Regions from separate parts of the Sus scrofa genome. Here region 2 is linked to region 1. Evidence: chromatin contacts called from public HiChIP or PLAC-seq data. All regions are on one chromosome and are shown on one strand. The core of a region is the stretch at or near the end of the contact, and the rest is flanking DNA. Distances in the headings are between cores, read along the strand shown.

Region 1 (6,199 bases), core at 2,774-5,273:
CTGCTATTTGAATCAGTTCCTTCAAAGCCATAGCCAACCACCAAAACACCATGATCCAGGTCTTTGCTGCTGCAGTCTGGATCATAATAAATGCCTGGGAGAGTGAAAGCCAATGTTGGGGTGAGGAGTTCCAAGTGTAACCTGACAGTAACCCACCCTTATCAACCAGCTAAGAGAGGCATTTCAAATTTCAGCGAAATGCCCTAAACAAATTCTAAGTAAGACTTAAATTGGTGACAAAAAAAATAGTATTGGTCAATGAAAAGGAAAACGGAAAATTCAACTCACCAGAAATCAAAGAAATTCAGCACAATCTTAGATAAATTTTCTATTTAAAACTTTTTTTCCAATAATAAGATCTAGTTATCTACGCTAAGGTGATGTAGGCACTCACCTACTAACTACTAACATTAACTAGCATAATCCCTTCTACTCCTACCATGGCAACTGAGAGAAGAGCGCATGTGTGTGCTTGCGCACACAGACACATACACACACACACACAATACCTGAACCACAGGGTTCTTTACAGTTCTAACTACAGTAGCAAAAAATTTTTGGAAAGAGGGCCCAGCAACCGGAAAATAGTTACATAAATTAGGTTGTATATAGCTAATGGATTACATAGCCACTTAAAAATTTTATGAAGAGTTTGTTATCATGAGAAAATGCTTAAAGTATAATATCAAGTGGAAACCTCCCTGTTATTAAATGCATACACTAAAAATTCTACAGTCCTGAAAACAGGACTGCATACCAAAGTCAATCACTATGCTGCCTGCCTAAATTTTTATAATTAAAGACAAACACCTACCTGACTTATAGAACTGGAAAGATGAATGGCCCGCATCAATAGCAACAGAGATGGGCCCCACAGTTGCGACTGCCTTCATAAGGGCCTTCTCCCGCTGAGGGATGTCCACGAAGCCGGTGTCGTTGGCAGCAGAACACTCGGGCTTATAGGTACAGCTGTTTGTTTCCTTTTAAAGGCAAAGGGGAAAGAGACTTGATTACGACCATCTACCTTCAGGGAAACATGAATTCTAGGATCACAAGACTCAGCAGTTTGCAGCTTAATGATTTCTAAGTCAATTTTCTTATAAAGGAAGCAAAATGCTCTTGACTGGTTTGAAATTGAAAAATTAGTAGATGTTTCTTCAATAAGATCCCTTAGGTCTACTTGGCCATCAGAACTTTCTCACTGTTTGGAGTTCTTGTCATGGCTCAGTGGAAACGAATCTGACTACCATCCACAAGGATGCAGGTTAGATCCCAAGCCTCACTCAGTGGGTTAAGGATCTGGTGTTGCCGTGAGCTGTGGTGTAGGTCACAGACGAGGCTGTGGCCTACAGCTACAGCTCTGATTTGACCCCTAGCCTGGGAACCTCCATATGCCGAGGGTGCGGCCCAAAAAGACAAAAGACAAAAAGAAAGAAAGAAAGAAATTCCTCACTTTAGAAAAATTCATGTTATATGCAGAATGGTGTATGTATTCTCCATGTTATGTAGAGACAAGCTATGCTAATCATCTAATCAGAGAACTGTGCAATAGCTGATAATTTATGACAGTTCTGACAGTTTGCATCTAAAATGCGAACATTGAGTATGGTGTCTGTTATCTCTGAAAATGTTCAAAAGCAGAGCTGTAATGGCAAGAGAAGGAGCTCCATTTACCCTTCCAAGGTACGGATAGGATTCCTCTGTGTCCAGGCCTCCATTGTCCTTCACGTACTGGAAGGCATTATCCATTAGGCCACCATTGCAGCCCTGATTGCCTTGAGGCCGAGAACAGTCCACCAGGTTCTGCTCACTCAGTGAAACAAGCTTGCCGGTTTTCCGGAACATCTGTCCTTCAAGGGCGCCGGTGGCACTAAAAGCCCAACAAGAACCACACTGACCCTGAAAATAAAAAAGCCATCAGTTTACAAGACAAATACAAAGACTAACAAGAGCCCATACATCTAAACACTCTTATGAAGATCTGCTTACTGTCATACCTGATTCTTCACGGCAGTGACATAGCCTTTTTCTCTCCAATCTACCGATTTGGGGACCTCAAGAACCAGAGATTCGTGGAACACTTTCCCCTTCTTGTGCTTCTGGTTTTGAAAGCCATTCATCACCTGCCTGAATTCTTCATTGGTCTTTAAGGACAAGTAAATAAAAGGTTGAAAAAGCAAGAGGTTATTGTGCTAAAGTACAGAGCAGAGGAAGCACACAAAGTTCAGCAACTCAGGCCATACTCACCATGTCACCAAAGGCATTCATGGCCATGCTGAAGCCATGTTTCCCTTGGCTGTATTCCTGATTGTGCAGTTCAATCATTTTCATATTCTTCTCCCATACGGCTCTCCGCCATCCTTCTTCATTCTAGAGGCAATGATCATTTTTACTTCTACTTCAAATTCAACCCATGCTCACCAAGTGGATTTGTAGACAGAGAAGAAGGAAAACTATCATCAGGGATGTATTTATACTTCTGGAAGCTGTTCTCCAAGCTCTGACATAGGGAAATACGCCCATGCTGTGTTCAGAAATAGGTGCCATTAAGTTACGGCTTTGGAAAAAGCTAACCTCCAGAAATACTCTCTGGCTACAAACTCCAAAAGCATGAACTATTCTCGGTGGGCTCCCTTTTACATGTTACCAACCATGCCATAGAGTCTCCCGTGTGTTGCCTTCCACTTGTACCAGTCTGCATCTAAATTTTGATCAAGTTTTGGAGCAGCTGAGGCTATTCCCAAGCAAAGGGCGGTCAGGAAGAGTGAAGGTTTCATGTTTCAAAAACCTAGGGAAGGAAAAGAAATTAGTATTTGATGAGATCAATCCTTTAAAAAAGCTGTCCTACTTTCTCTTGAGATATTATAGAGCCACTATGTTGGAGTAAAACATTTAAATGATCTTCTCAAATATTTATGGAAGGTCTGTGGAAGAAGGCTAAGGATATCAGGGGAGAATAACCAGGTCCAAGACTTACAAAGTATAGGTATTTAATTCTGCCATCAAAAGGAAAAATTGGCTAACAAATGCTATAGGAACTGAAAGAGACTTCACTATGAGTACAACGATAATTTTTAGGTTTTGATAAGGGTTTCTGGTGTACCTTATGGGTCGGAATTTTAAGGTAAAAACTAAGAAATCATTGATCCATGTTATTTACTGAAGGTACCAAGGTGACCCAGGAATTTTATTTATTAGGATGCCTGATCCTAAGTAGGGGCCTGGTCCCCAAGAGTTTCCTCCGAACTCACGTAAGGCAGGGGTGAGATATGCCATTGAATCTGCTCTATTTTATTTGAAACCTTTTTTGGAAGGCCTTCCCAGTCTCCTCCCTTCCCAGGAGAATGCGGGCAGAGAATGTGCCCAGCGCTCCACCGTGCCTATCCTTGTCGTATGTAGCCCCCACCCCCTCCCTCGCCCCCAAACCCAGCGATCCTGTGGCAGACGGAACTCAGAGCACCCAGTATGGCCCGTCGGAACAGGGCCAGACTCACCCGGGGCTCAGAGAACCCGGCTGAGCCCGCAAGCCTGCTACAGGAGGGGCCAGGCCAGAGGCGTGCCGCCCTGCTCCCAGCCCTCCGCACACGCCCGCCACTTCCAGAAAATGTTTACTCATACAGGGAGCGACGGGCCCTACAGCCCAGCATTCGGGGGGGCGGGGGGGACAGACTGCCGCGACCAACACAGACTTGCGCCCATCTCCTCCCCGAGGCTGACCGGCCTAGGGACCCTCGGGTGGTCTCAGCTCCGCCCTGGATTTCCCCAAATCGCCCTTCCCCCTTCCCCACCCCAAGGCTGCCAAAGCTCGAGGCAGCGCCGACCCAGCCTCATCAACTTGAGGCGGGCAGACGATGGCGTTCCCGGGAGTCGCGCCTGCCCCCTCTCCGGAATCCCTGGATAGCCCCTCCTCCAGTCCCGGTTCTGTACCCGCCTCGGCCCCGAACTGGGTCGCTGACCTGCGGCTTCCACCGCTACGCAGGCGCACTCCACGGACGTACGTATCTCTCCTAAGTTGGCGGTGGCTCGAGGTTCTGGCCGGGTCGCGCCTGACTCAGCCTTTAAGACCCGGGGTTGCGGCCCGCCCGGCCCCGCCCCCACCGCCTGCCTGCGCCGCGATTGGCTGATCTGGCAAGTAGGCGGGGCCTCCGGGAGTGAGTACTCCCGGCGCGTGACGCCGCCGTGTCCCAACCTGTTCCAGGGGAGGCCTGGCTGCGTGCCTTTTGTCCTGAACCGAAGAGTAGAGCTGGGGGCCTCTGGGCAGCGCTGAGGAGTCGGTGGGGGTGTGTGTGTGTGGGGGGGGGCGGGGGGGATGTCCAGCGCCTCCCTAGGGATCCAGATCAACTAATTACCTCGAATTTGGCGCTCGTTCACGAAAAGACGCTTAAGAGGAACCCCCAAGTGGACTTTGAGCGTAACCCTGCGCTTCCTTTAGTCTTACAGTTTGGGGTGAAAATCTGCGGCGGGGCTGAGAACTGTCTAGTCTAGGGATTGCCGCTTCACAGCACAGGTGGGGCGGGGCGGAGGGGTGCTGAGCCCGCGGGATTGAGGAGAATCCAAGCGGAATTACAGTGTTTTAAAACACAAGAACGCGTTGATCGTGGCCCAAATCCCAGGAGGAGGGAAAGGGGACCTTCGCAGGGAAGTCGTGGCATTTTGCAATGCCCTGTTCCTGTCCTCCCCAGTGGGGGATTCTTCTCGCCTTTCAGTCCTTTCTCAAAACCAACAAAAACGAGTTATTTCCAGGAAAATTTGGCTTAATAAAAAGGGGAGACGAGTGTTTGAGAAAGGGCATAAACCGCATTTCTTCCCTCTGTATTTTGGATCATTAAGTCTTCCTTAGTATCCAAAGTGCTTCTCTTGAGATACAGGAAAGGTACATTTTTTTTTTTTTTAAAGTAGTTTAGTCACATTTAATGTCAGGGTTTAGATTTAACTGGCTTGAAGACATCTTTTAGATGGAGGAAAAACTAGAGCTAAAGATTTAAGGAGTTTAATCAGGAACTTTACTTTTTAAAGTTATGTAAGAAACATTCGTTATAGAAAATATGTTTTAGAAAATAAACACTCACTTCCCCTCCCCCATTAACTCTGTTCTAGGGATATTTATATAACAAAAAATAGAATCACAGTGCATGTCGATCTGTAAACTCTTAGTTAAAATTAAGTTGATAACTTTTGTAGAGGCACACATGAATAGTCTTTGTAAAAATCAACTTATTAAAATTCATATTTTATCCCCTTTGAAGTAGAATCTCTTTCCTCTCAAACACAACTAGGAGCATGAAATTCTCATGTGGTTACAAAAATACATTGTATTGCATATGGCTGGAGATTTTTTTTTTCTTCTTTTTTTTAGGATTAGTCATTGGCTGTCACACTTGGAAGTAAAGGAAGACCAACCACGTGGGAACAACTTGCTATGAGGAGGGTGAAGAAAAGCTTTATAAGGAAAAAACTGACTTTTCCATAAGCCCTGATTTGAAACTGTTATGAGGGAGCTGGAGGAGGGTTAACTAGAAATGGAACATCTTGTGTGATTGGTTTGGGGAGAATATTTGGATTTCTCTGGTTTGTCCTGCAAATGGAAGCAGAAATAAGAAGTTTGTAGCCATTCAGGAAGTCCTGTTTTGAGTTGGTTGCTGCAGAGATGCCTTTTGTAGGTCAGGGTTCTATTGTCATACAAAGTCTAGCCATTGTCCGTTTGTTTACTCAGTTTATCACAAAAAATCCAAGTTACTCTAGCACGTGGGTTTTACACTTGCCCTGGGTCACACCTCCTGAAGATTGCAGGTGGTGGAAAAACCTGTTATTTCATGAATGTCTGTAACTTGAGCAATAGTCTGACAGGAAACTGTGTGGCTGGTGCTACTTTGAAGAGCGGGAGCCCCTTCGTTTCTTAGAATGTGATACAAATGCAACGGAGGGAAAAGTAGGCTCTTTTTATAACAAATGTGCTCAGAACCTAAAATTAAATCAAATGATGTCTAAATTCAGGAGAAAGCCATTTAACTAAGGGAGTGGATTATTATCTACCTGTTAGATAATGCATTACAGAGATTTGTTATTACCAACTATTGGGTTCCTTTGCTTCTTCTACTCCCATTTCTCTGCAGAGTGAGTTAGATAAATGCTAGTTATTGAAATAGGCACAATTTAGCCAAGTAGACAAGCCTTAGCCTTTGATAAAATGCAGTTGGTA
Region 2 (7,153 bases), core at 3,360-5,859, 540 kb before region 1:
TCTCACCCCCAAAAGAGTCTTACAGTTCAGTTCCTTCAAAGGCTCTTCTCTGGGAGTTCCCATCATGGTGCAGTGGAAACAAATCCAACTAGGAACCATGAGGTTGCGGGTTCAATCCCTGGCCTCACTCAGTGGATTAAGGATCCAGTGTTGCCATGAGCTGTGGTATAAGTCTCAGACACAGCTCAGATCTGGCATTGCTGGGACTGTGGTGTAGACCCCTAGCCTGGGAACCTCTCTATGCCTCGGATGCAGCCCTAAAAAGCACACACACACAAAAAGACTCCTCTCTGTCCAGCCAGGTATATTTAGCATCTCAATGAAGCAAAACTAATAAATAAGACCCCCCCAGTCTTATATCACAACCAGACACAATCTGCTAAAAACCAGAAGAGAAAAAAATAGGACCCCATGATGTCACTGCTGTGGCTTGGGTCACTGCTGTGGCGCAGGTTCAGTCCCTGGCCCGGGAACTTCCACATGCTGCAAGCACAGCCAAAAATAAAATATAAAAAGAATAAAAATTTGGAGTTCCTGTTGTGGCTCAGTGGAGACAAAGCTGACTAGTACCCATGAGGACGCAGGTTCAATCCCTGGCCTTGCTCAGGGGGTTAAGTATCTGGCGTGGCTGTGGCTGTGGCGTAGGTCAACAGCTACAGCTCCGATTCAACCCCAGCCTGGGAACCTCCATAAGCTCGGGTATGGCCCTAAAAAGACAATAAATAAAAAAATAAATAAACAAATAAAGAATAAAAATTTAAAAAATATTTCCTGGGCTACATTTCCATAATCCTCATAATCCTGAGAATTAGGTAACTATATAAAACTCTATCCTGCAACCCGTTTTCTAATCTCAAACAACTAATGCTTGGATCAGATGTCTAAGGTTTATTCTTATAACCAAGTCACTAAAAACATGCTCCTAACACATTCTGAGGTCCTCCAACTGTATATTACATTACAGAAATGTGGAAATTTTACTTATAAGGGAATAAGGGTTTTTGCCTTACTAAGACAAAAACTCGATTTCCTCCTTCAGCCATGGAACCCAGAATTTTAAAGACAGAAAGACTAGAGCATGAGATGTTTCATATCATTCTTTCTGGTTGGACACTGTCCTTCATCTTTGAAGCATTTAACCACTAACTGGTCTCTGCTTCCAACAATAAAATACATGTTTTCGGAGGCACAGATTGTCGTCATCAGTGAGCACACTGCTCGGTCAAGTGCAGAAAGTAGAGACTTATCTTCAAACTTCAATTGATAGAATCCCAACCACGCCCCAAAGTTCTGTTAATAGCATTCTCCTGTTTTATACGTAGGTGTTTGTGGGTTTTTTGCTTTGTTTTGTTTTGCATTTTAGGGCTAAACCCATGGCATATGGAAGTTCTCAGGATACAGAGGGGTTGAATGGGAGCTGCCAGCCACAGCCACAGCAACTTGGGATCTGAGCCACATCTGCAACCTACACCACAGCTCACGGCAATGCTGGATCCCCGATCCCCTGGACAAGGCCAGGGATCGAACCCTCATTCTCATGGATACTAGTCAGATTTGTTTCTACTGCGCCACAGTGGGAACTCCTGTTTTCTTTTTCTTTCATTTGCCTGCCTTATATACTAAATGAGCCAGGTTTGAGTATGTGTTCACTCCAGTTTCTTTGAGGCAGGTGTGTGTTTCACATGGACACTGGAAAGCATGCTGCAACACACTAGGAGACCTTGTGAAGATTATCAAGAGCCATAGGATCACCAGAAAATATCCCAAATCCATCGCTTCCCTCCATAGCCCCTGCTACCCTCCACCCCAGTCCAAGCCATCACTCAGAATTATCTAGAATACCGCAATCAATTCCTAGCTCCTCTTCTTGCTTCCAGTACCATCAGTTCTCCACCCACCCATGAGCCAAAAAAATCCTGTTAATCATACAAATGATGTCATGTCACTACCCATGCTGAAACCTTCCAAGGGATTTCTAATTGCATGCAAACTAAAATTAAAACTATCTGGAGTTCCCATTGTGGCACAGCGGAAACGAATCCAACTCGCAACCATGAGGTTGTGTGTTCGATCCCTGGCCTCACTCAGTGGGATAAGGATCGGCATTGCCATGAGCTGTGGTGTAGGTTGCAAATGCAACTCGGATCCCGTGTTGCTGTGGCTCTGGTGTAGGCTGGCAGCTGTAGCTCCAATTCAATCCCTAGCCTGCAAACCTCCATGTGCCACGGGTGCATCCCTAAAAAGCTAAATAAATAAAAATAAATAAATAAATAAATAAATAAATACCATCGTGGTCTCCCTCCCTCCACCCTGATCCCCCAATATCTGCTGTCAACAGAGCAGGTGGGAGTGAGTTTGATCACACGCCTCTGCTGGACACTTTCCATTGGCTCTCATCTCCCTCAGAGCTTTTTCAATGGCCACAGAGGTTCTCCACAATCTAGAAATCCATGACTCTGGAACCCTATCTAGTACCAGTGCCACCTGTACGCCTCACTCCTCCATGCCTGGAATGTTCCTCCCTTATCTTCCTCAAGTCTTGGCTCACATGTCGCCTCCTTTAATGAAGCCTCACCAATCACACTGAGACGGCAATACTTTCCCATGCTCACAGTCCCTAATTCCCTTTCCTTATTTTTGTCTCCTGAACACATGGCTGCATCTGATGTTACATAAATTCTACCAGTTTATTTACTGATTCACTCAAAATCTCCATGTAAGCTCTGGGAAGATGGATATATGCTCTCTGACATTTGGGGTTTGGATCTGCCCAGTGCTGGCACATAACAAGGGCTTAATACAATATTATTAACTGAAGGAAGGCTCTGATTCTGCCTTTCCTGCCTATCTTCTTGTTGTCTCTCCTACCCTCTCCCACATGTTCATTCGGTTCCAGCCAGGGACCCTCTCTCTGATCTTCCAGCATGTCAAGCTCATGCCCTCTCCAGCATTCTGTCTGGAACGCTCTAGCACCAACCACTCCACCTGAAACCACCCGCCTTATTCATGAGCCTACTGGTTTATTTTTTGAGTCCACCAGGGATGTGGAATCTCCAGAACGGGAGCTTCGTGTTTTCACAGCTGCCTCCGTGGTACCAGTGATGAGCATGGCACATAACAGGTGCTCAGTAAATGTCCGTTAGAGGTTTAGAGGTGGAACCAGCCAAGCTCCTGTGGGTCTCAGCTTTTTTTTTTTTTTTTTTTTTTTTTTTTTTTTTTTTTTTTTTAGGGCCACATCCGTGGCACATGAAGGTTTCCAGGCTAGCAGTTAAATTGGAGCTGTAGCCACTGGCCTACACCCATAGCCACAGCAATGCCAGATCTGAGCACATCTGCAACCTACACCACAGCTCATGGAAATGCCGGATCCTTAACCCACTGATCAAGGCCAGGGATCGAACCTGCATCTTCATGGATGCTAGTCAGATTCCTTTCTGCTGAGCCACGACAGGAACTCCAGGATAGAAGCTTTTGCAAGCATAAACAAAATAAGAAGGCCAAAGATACTCTCTGAGGGCTCTTTGGGTTCTTTATAAAACTTTAATTTTACATTCTTATAGCAACAGTACCATTTACAAAGAGAGCCCTCACTTAATGATAGCTCACGCCAGAGCTCTGGAAGGTAACTAACATAATCGTAATTATCCAACTTTCACATCTGAAAAAAAAACCGCTGACTCTGAGACTGGCGCAAGAGGCATAGCTATTAAATGCGGGAGCTGGATCTAAAACCACAGGGCTTTCAATGCCGATACAATGAAAGCATAACTAAACAGGATATTCTAGTCTTTACATACAGGTTCAACGAACCACAAGTTTCCTGGTTTACTGCACACTCATCAAAAAAGTCTAAAATATGAACTTTGGTTTTCCCCCGTTTTGAATGATCAAATGCAAATAAACTTATCCACCCGGGCCCCTTCTGATTGTTGAACACCTCGATGTGTACAAAGAATAGTTCACATTTACAGAACACATTCAGATCACTTGTTTCAGCTCACTGGTGCTCGTGAAAACTCTACAAGCGCCGCTGCGCAAGGTCCTGCAGGAGTAAGCGGTCCTGTGTCCGCGCTCACTGACAGCGGAATGACTTTGCTAGACTGTGGTTCGGTTTATGCAACGCTGCGAAGGTTCCGGCCGGTGCAAACATGGCCCAGGTGCCAAGCACAAAGCCACCCACGCCGGCGCAGGAGTCAGCAGAGACACTCCCGGCTCGCTGTCCCCGCCCGTCGGTTGCGCAGGGGGCGGCCCAAGTGCACCAAGGGCAGGGGCAGCCCGGCTGCACTCCCCCGCTCGGGGACCTCGGGGTGTCCTGCCAGGCCCTGCGGGGACAGGGCGGCATCGGATCGGGAAGGTCCCCGGGGTGGGTCGCCGCCGAGCAGCCGGGCACCCCCGCGGACCCCGCCCGGATCTCTGGCGCCCGCCTCACCGGTAGGTGGTCAGCAGCGCCTTGTTGACCAGCACGAGGAGGAAGGAGCAGGTCCCATAGAAGAGCGCGGACAGCAGCTTGGCCGCCCGGGAAGGCAGCCCCACGGAGCCGGGATCAGCGCCCGAGCCCTCCGCCTGGCCGCCGGCCGTCATGTCCAGCGGCCGCCAGCCTCCACCGCACTTGGGGACGCCCCGCCCAAGTTCCGTCCCCACCCCCGGCCCGCGGCCGAAACAGGAAGGGCTGCGGCGGGAACCCCACACGCCAGCGCGGCCCCATCGGTCGCCCCGAAGCTACTGGAGGGAGAAGAGCGGGTTTGGCTGGAGTTCGGGCTCAAAAACACCACTTTCTGATGGCTTGTCTGAAAGGAGCACAGAAACGGGTTTGGCAGAGTTTAAAAACCCCATCTTCCTCCAAAGACTGGGGAGAAATGTTAAAGACCGTTTTGCTCTCTTGGCGAGAAATATTAAGACTTTTTTTTGTCTTTTTTTTTTTTTTTGACAATTTTAAATGTATAATGTACATACAGTGAAATGCAATCGAGTCCACAGTTTGATGTTTTGACAAATGCGTAACCCATGTAACCACCCAAGTCAAAACATAGAACAAAAAAGATCTGAGTTCCCTACGTGGTTATCGAACCCCGACTAGCAACCATGAGGATGTGGGTTTCATCCTTGGCCTCGCCCAGTGGGTTAAGGTGCCGGCAGTTGCTGTGGCTGTGGTGTAGGCTGGCAAATACAGCTCCGATTCAACCCCTAGCCTGGGAACGTCCATATGCCCTGGGTGAGGCCCCCAAAATACAAAAAAAAAAAAAACAAAACCAAACCGTAGAACACTTCCATTCCCCCAGTGCACTGTGTCCTACTGAGGGCGATCGATCCCCTCAATTCATTCTGATTTCTGTTACCATAGACTAAATTTGCCTGTTCAGAAATTTCATGGAAACGAGCATGTAGTCTTTCAAGGCTTTTTTGGCTCAGTTTATTATTTTAGTGACTCAGCCAGGTTTGAGTCTTTTCATTGTTGAGTAGTACCACGACTTGTGTATCCATTCCTCAGTGATTATGTGATGGGCATTGGTTGTTTCCAGGTTAGGAACTGCCAAAAAACAAAGATGGTCCATGAATATTCATGTACAAGTTTTTGTGTGAATGTATACTTTCATTTATCTTTGCGAAATGCCTAGGGATGATATGGGTGCAAAGTCTCCAGGTTTCTTGCCTCTGGGTGCTTTATGGCAGGTTCTCCCCCTGAGGGCCCATTTCTTTTCTACATGGGTACATCTAAGGATAGGTTTGTTGTTTGTGTTAACTCTGACCAGCATCTACTTGCTCTAGAATTTTTTCAATTAACTGTCCCATATTTTCATTCTAATTTTTTTTTTTTTTGTCTTTTATCCTTTTAGGGCCGCTCCCGTGGCATATGCAGGTTCCCAGGCTAAGGGTCTAATCAGAGCTGTAGCTGCTGACCCACAGCAACACCAGATCTGAGCAGTGGCTGCGACCTACACCACTGCTCATGGCAATGCCGGATCCTTAACCCACTGAGCAAGGCCAGGGATTGAACCCGCAACCCCATGGTTCCTAGTCGGATTTGTTTCTGCTATGCCATGACAGGAACTCCCTAAATAATTTTAAAAATCTGAAATTCTAGCTTTTTAGAAAAGCTAAAGATGTCAAGTTAAATATATATTTGAGCCTAACCATATTGAAGCCATGCAATGGTTTTCTATTGGAGGCACTGAACAACCAAGAACATTTTCAGTACTGAAAAGAACGAAAGCACAACTTTTGACAAAAAAAAACTAGCAGTAAAAAAGCCAGAAAGGAAGAATCTACAAAACGCAAAAACAGGAATCAAATAAATACATATAAGACTGATTTAAAATAGAAAATGAATTCATATTCAAGTTAAACCCAAAATCTAAATTTCCTCAAAAAGAATCAACTAAGTTTCCAGTTAGCCTCCAAATAAGTTTTGGCTGCAAGACAGTATTTTAAAATCACTTTTAACAATAGGCTTAATCATATTTGTATTTAATTTGCTTCTGTGTACATACTTCTAGGAACTTAAGTCACTGTCAAAATCTCATCCTTACTGTTTAAACCACAACTCACACTAAAGAGTTGCTTGTGGAAGTCTTCTGCACAAAGCCTGGAAGGGCTGAACTTTGCCACTGTGTGGACAACTAACGATCTACCAAAAATAGCTAATGAAAATATTAAACCAAGTTACTTGACTCAGAAAAGTAAACAGGCCCTGACTGGATCCTCTGGAGGTGACCTCAGATTCAACACGTCTTGAATCTAAGTGAAATGAAATCCAAGTTAGGGCTGGCAATAGTTTAATCCTTATCAACACCAGCATTTTTAATACTGTAATAATGAAACAGATGAAGAAGTTAAAGGAATAACTAGAGTCTACAAGGTCATAATTTGGAGTTCCTGTTGTGACTCAGCGAGTTAAGGACCCAGTATAGTCTCTGCGAGGATGTGGGTTCAGTCCCTGGCCTCACTCCAGCATTGCTGCAAGCAAAGGTATAGTTTGCAGATGCAGCTTGGATCCTATGTTGCTTGCCGTGGTTGTGGCATAGGTGTCAGCTGAAGCTCTGATTCAACATGGGAACTTCCATATCCTGCAGGTGTGGCCGTAAAAAGAAAAACAAAAAAAGGCCCTGATTTTAAAATAAGGAAAAGGAATTCGCACCATGATTTCAACTAAAGA

What was found. HiChIP or PLAC-seq counts read pairs in DNA pulled down with a chosen protein or histone mark.
Region 2: an H3K27ac HiChIP or PLAC-seq map of skeletal muscle shows a contact between it and region 1, with 4 times the contacts expected there. The contact joins the promoter of SLC35D2 here to the promoter of CTSV in region 1. A contact is called at or near these places in 1 of 47 Hi-C or Micro-C datasets (heart right ventricle) and 1 of 2 datasets of contacts at active chromatin or transcription factors (skeletal muscle).

Annotation. Positions count from the first base shown.
Region 1 is chr10:25,200,221-25,206,419 of Sscrofa11.1, reverse strand. CTSV (cathepsin V) reads right to left here and starts at 4,023. Exons shown (of 8, transcript NM_213892.1): 1 at 3,957-4,023; 2 at 2,652-2,788; 3 at 2,248-2,370; 4 at 1,998-2,144; 5 at 1,675-1,899; 6 at 815-980; 7 at 1-94. The coding sequence starts at 2,777.
Region 2 is chr10:25,735,713-25,742,865 of Sscrofa11.1, reverse strand. It overlaps SLC35D2 (solute carrier family 35 member D2), which reads right to left and starts at 4,609. Exons shown (of 10, transcript NM_001244362.1): 1 at 4,430-4,609. The coding sequence starts at 4,581.